2 separate regions of the Zea mays genome follow, and region 1 is linked to region 2. Evidence: chromatin contacts called from public Hi-C data. All regions are on one chromosome and are shown on one strand. Each heading gives the region's core, a stretch centred on a gene start, on an enhancer-like site or on the middle of the called end of the contact. The rest is flanking DNA. Distances are from core to core; before and after follow the strand shown. Region 1 holds the start of LOC100283179. Region 2 holds the start of LOC103647412 (plant UBX domain-containing protein 2).

Evidence for each region. Hi-C and Micro-C count contacts between places; a contact is called where the count stands out from the background.
Region 1: a contact with region 2 is called in a Hi-C map of leaf, with 10 times the contacts expected there. The contact joins the promoter of LOC100283179 here to the promoter of LOC103647412 in region 2. A contact is called at or near these places in 5 of 25 Hi-C or Micro-C datasets (bundle sheath, ear, leaf and 1 more).

Annotation. Positions count from the first base shown.
Region 1 is chr2:184,706,156-184,708,855 of Zm-B73-REFERENCE-NAM-5.0, forward strand. It overlaps LOC100283179, which reads left to right and starts at 1,326. Exons shown (of 11, transcript NM_001156081.2): 1 at 1,326-1,561. The coding sequence starts at 1,496.
Region 2 is chr2:184,485,052-184,487,751 of Zm-B73-REFERENCE-NAM-5.0, forward strand. It overlaps LOC103647412 (plant UBX domain-containing protein 2), which reads right to left and starts at 1,315. Exons shown (of 3, transcript XM_008671951.4): 1 at 344-1,315. The coding sequence starts at 1,126.

The DNA of each region.
Region 1 (2,700 bases), core at 76-2,575, 220 kb after region 2:
CGTCTTCCGGGTCTTAGCCCGAGTCCGAGCCCTGGGTCGGGCGGAGCGGAGTTCGCCGTCTTCCGGGTCTTAGCCCGAGTCCGAGCCCTGGGTCGGGCGGAGCGGAGTTCGCCGTCTTTCGGGTCTTAGCCCGAGTCCGAGCCCTGGGTCGGGCGGAGCGGAGATCGCCGTCTTCCGGGTCTTAGCCCGAGTCCGAGCCCTGGGTCGGGTGGAGCGGAGATCGCCGTCTTCCGGGTCTTAGCCCGAGTCCGCGCCCTGGGTCGGGCGGAGCGGAGTTTCCTATGGCGCCTTTGGCAGGGCCTGACTACCTGTCAGTCTCACTCTGTCAAGTGACACTGCAGTCGGAGTGGCGCAGGCGGCGCTGTCCTTCTGTCAGACCGGTCAGTGGTGCGCCGAAGTGACGGCGGTCACTTCGGCTCTGCCGGGGGGCGCGTGTCAGGATAAAGGTGTCAGGCCACCTTTGCGTTAAATGCTCCTGCGACTTGGTCGGTCGGTGCGGCGATTTAGTCAGGGTTGCTTCTTAGCGAAGGCAAGGCCTCGGGCGAGCCGGAGATGTGTCCGCCGTTAAAGGGGGGCCTCGGGCGAGACGGAAATCCCTCGGGGTCGGCTGCCCTTGTCCGAGGCTAGGCTCGGACGAGGCGTGATCGAGTCGCTCGTATGGACTGATTCCTGACTTAATCGCACCCATCAGGCCTCTGCAGCTTTATGCTGATGGGGGTTACCAGCTGAGAATTAGGCGTCTTGAGGGTACCCCTAATTATGGTCCCCGACAACAAGTATCTGATATCCGATCAAATAATATCCGTATCCGTCACTTATCCGTCCGGATAAATATCCGGTCCCTGTATCTGTATCCGTCCCGTTTCTAACTATCCGTATCCGATCTCGAATCCGTTTTAAATATATTAGGGTAGGATATAGGATAAGCTACTATCAGTCCGTATCCGCCCGTTTTCATCCCTAGGCTGGGCTTGGATGAGGTCACGTCACTTGGTAGACGACGCCTTACTTGAACCGCGCTTTATCAGCTGTTTATGGTTCGTTATGAAGATGTTTTCCAGCCGTGTTTAAGAGCGTTGGGGGTACCCCTAATTACGGTACCCAACAATATGACATATTAATAAAATTTATGTATTTAATAAATCTATCATAAAAACAGATCTAATTACCTATTTAATAACACTAATGATATAGTTTAAATATCAGTATTCTATACATCTGACCAAAGTTAAAAATATTTGTTTTTCTGAAAGCGAGAACTATACACTTGTGTTGAAGAAAACCATGACAACTGTCTCAAAACATCGTACAAAAATAGCCCATGTGCACGGCACACATCATCCTAGCAAACGTCCTTATCCGGCTACAACTTTCGCGACGTCTGCGACATCAGAAAACTGAGCTCGCCCCCTCTTGCCTTCCCTCCTCCGCCGGACCGCTGCTGTCCGCCTCCAACCCTCCAGTTCGACGCAGGCGGCGACGGCGGCGCGCCGAGATGAAGGTCTCCGTGAAGACGCTCAAGGGATCTAGCTTCCAGATCGAAGTGGAGCCCACCGACAAGGTACTCATCGGTTGCGCTCCCGATCTGTCGCTATGTTTCTAGTTGCTGATGTATTGGCGGGGCTGCTTCGCTAGATTTGGCTGCTTTTTAGGTTTGTTTGGGGTCTAGGATTTGGTTGGTTCCGCTGTGGAGGAGATGAGAGTATTGGAAGCCGCGGGCGAAGCTGCCGTGGATCCAATCTGTAGGTTGCTGATTTGGTTCCGGTGGTGCGTGTGGAACAGGCGGAACGGAGAGCTGTTGCAGACTTCGCCTGTGGATTTTCTGGTTTCAATTTGGGTTTTTTCTTGGATACATGAATCAGATGACAAGGTGAAGTTATCAGGCATTGTAGTTGGTAGATAGAGCATAGGTTGCAGTCAATCTATCGTCGCTGTCCTACATCTCTTCAGGTTGTGTGTTTAATTGAATAAAGAGTAAGGCAACACGATACTTCATTACCTCGCGGGCACGGGCATTGATTAGTTATTGCGGTTTCAGTTTACACTGAGCCATTCTTAACTTGTTGATGTTAGATCTTATCAGTATAAGCTAATTTCTGCCAGTTTATTTCTAAGTAGCTTTAGGATGTAATGTTGGATTTTCAACTATTTGGTAATGTGGTTGGAGTGAATCAAATAGGTGCATGTGATGGCGGCCACAAAACAAAGCCTTTGAGAGATTTTTCAGTATGCCTAATTGCCTATGTTCATCACGGACCTTAGATGCTATCATTCATGAATAAAAGGATGCTATCAACACCCCTTCTCTGGTTATTTCAGCTCTCTAGATAAGAAACTGGTAGCAATAAATTTTATAGATATAAGGAGTAAATCAACCTTACTTTCTTACAATCGGCAGTAGAGATTGTAAGGGGATGGCTTCTCTTTATTTATCAGCTAGGATAAAATGAGGACATTGCCTGGCTACTCATCTCATTTCCTACTGCAATTGTCTTAGGTTCACACCTGACACCACTTATTTTAATAATTTGACATGCTAGAGAAAGATTCTGATTGGAATGATAACTACATATGCGCTATGAACCAAGATAAGGCAATGTAAGCATGACGAGGAAGATAAACATTGACAATCTTTCAAATAGGAATGGTTCACAGGTGCAATGATGCCTATCAACCATACATATACAAGTGGCCCAACTA
Region 2 (2,700 bases), core at 65-2,564:
TCAAGAAATGGTTACACATTTGGTAATACATACAATCTTCCGGTTACATGCCTTTACAATCTTGCAATGTTCTATGTTTATGGTGACATCATTTTTTTGAGATAATAGTTGAAAAGGGGAAATAAGTCATAACTACATATTATCTCTTAAGTCCTAATGAAGGTAAAAGCGCAACGAAACAAGCATAAAATTGACAGTTCATGTAAAAATGTCATGACATAATAAGTAAACCAAACAACCAAACTGTGCTGATTGATGGGAGTGAAAGCTTTGTGTTAGCCAGCCAATTAACGCTGAAACAAGCACATTAAAGGCCTTATTATCAACTGAACCCTCTTGTTACCTGCCGATCAATATTCTTAGCACCGTCCTGCAGATCAGCCACATTACTGCAGCTCTCCTTGGCCTCAACCTCTGCCTTCACTGGAGGCGCAGAGGGGTGTGCCCCCTCGAGCAGGAGGACGGCCCTCCTGATCCCATTGAGCCTCGCGTCCCTGGGCACTTCGTTCATCACGGCGAAGGGTTCTCCGCCCTCATCTCTGACCCTGAACCCGACGGCCTCCAAGAGCTCCATCCCGCCTTCCCTGTCCGCCACCGCCTCTTTGATCCGCGGGTTGCTCAGCCTCACCCGCCTGAACTTGTCGTTCTCGGGCTCCCGCAGCAGGTTGCCCAGCAGGCGTTTGACCACCTCCACGGAGGCCGCGGGCGGGGGCGGGTCGGCGGCGAGGTACGCGGAGGCACACGCGCGGGCGCCCCCTGCCGACGCGAGGCAGCCGTCGAGGTGCTCGGAGACGGCGACCTCGGACGGGAACGCGTCTCCGCAGCTGGGGCAAGCGACGGCGGCGGCCGCGGTGCCGTTCGCATCTGGACGGCAGGAGGAGGAGGAGACGAGGGGCGTGAGGGGGGCGAAATCGGTGGTTGAAGTGGGCGGGGGAGGTGGGGAGGGCCGCATAGGGGCGGGCCTGGGGTTTGCGCTAGGGTTTGAAGGACGGGAAGCGGGGTGGGAGGAGGAGGAGGAGGGGGAGGGGCCGGAGCCAAGGACGTGGGAGGTTCCCTTGAAGGAGGAGGGGGTCCCGGACCCGGAGGAGGTGATCTTCTTCACGAAATCCTTCATCTTGTCCTTCATCAAGGCGCTGGCGGCGGAAGCGTGGGCGGCCGCGAACAGATGGGATTGGTCGATTGGAGCGTGGACGCTCACGCGGAGCGGCGCTGGTGGAGAGCTGGAGGCTGTCGCCGCGGGGAGCCAGGGACGAAGCTACCGAGGAAAGAATGAAGTGGCAGAAAAGCGGAATAGAGGCGCTCCAGGCCAGCTTGCTTGCTTGCAACGGAATCGTTTGTTTCTTCGGTTGTGCCAACGAATGTTTGAATTGGTCTTTATTAAAAATTAATTACACAGACAAAATCTAAAAAAATGAAATGAATTTATTAAATCTATATTTAATATTTATAATTGATATTCAAATATTTAAAAACTTTAGTCAGTGGACCAAAACACTCTATAAAGCTATATAGTCAGTGGACAAAACACTCTATAAAGCTATCTCTAATAGCTTATTCATTTTATATCCATTCAAACTCCATTTTCAGACAGTATAGTATACATTATATAATAGCTTATTCATTTTATATCCATTCAAACTCCATTTTTCATACAGTACAGTATACATTATAAAATAGTGTTTTAATACGTCAAAGCTATCAGTCACGCGCGTGTTTCTTTTGTTTCTTGTGCGCGGTGTGTGCGCCGTTGGATTTTGCCGGTGGTCATTTTTTAGTTGTCTGATATGTGTTGTTTGTTTTTGCCGCTGACCAGTGGGCCATATTGGCATAGTAGGAGTTCACTGTTTTGAGTTTTTGGGTATCGCGCCTCTTCACTTTCCCCATCCCCTTCTCGAAGGCGTGAGATAGATGGTCGAGCGGAGCTTCCCACGGCGATGCTGCTATTTGCCGACGAGCTCTCCCCCCCCCCCCCCCATTTCTTGTGCTCCTTTTGTTGCTGGCAGCCGTCGGGCTCTCCGGGGGCGGCGATTTTTCCCTGCTGCTCGTGCTACTCGTCTTGCTAGTTGTCGGTGGGCTCTCCGACTGTGTTTTTGTTGCTGCTTCTTTGACGCTTAGTGGTGGGGCGGGCTCCCCGGTGGCGATTTCCTGCTCTCGCGCTGGTCCATGATGAGTTGTTGTGGAGGGGGAGGTGGCTCTTACAGGATCCATGGTTGCTGTCAGCGGAGAATTTGTGGTGAATTGGGTGGCTCTACAGCTCCAGCCCGCGGCGATGGGGCTCTGGTGTGTGTTGACACGGTTGATTCGGTGAGGGAGCTCTTCGTGTATCTCTCTGTTTTTTTGCTCCTCGTTTTTGCAACATGTGCCGCGTGGGTTAGGCAACTAGAGTTTATATACTAACCTTTGGAGTAAAAACCGGGATGTTACATAACCTCATTAAGAGTAAGTTTAATAATAGAGTCCACGGTGGGCTCTAAATCCTTGACATGTCATCTTTTCTCTTTGTATTTCATACTTTTGTCTTGGAGCAGTTGGCTCTTGCATGAGAGCTCACCTCCTCTACTTTTTTATGTCTTTCTCATCCACATAGGAAAAAATGTCATGTAAGCATACTTAAGCCTATCAATGTACTTACTCTAAGTTTTGAATCTACATTCTTGCCAATATTTTAAATATTTTTTATTTTCTATATCTGTGATTATT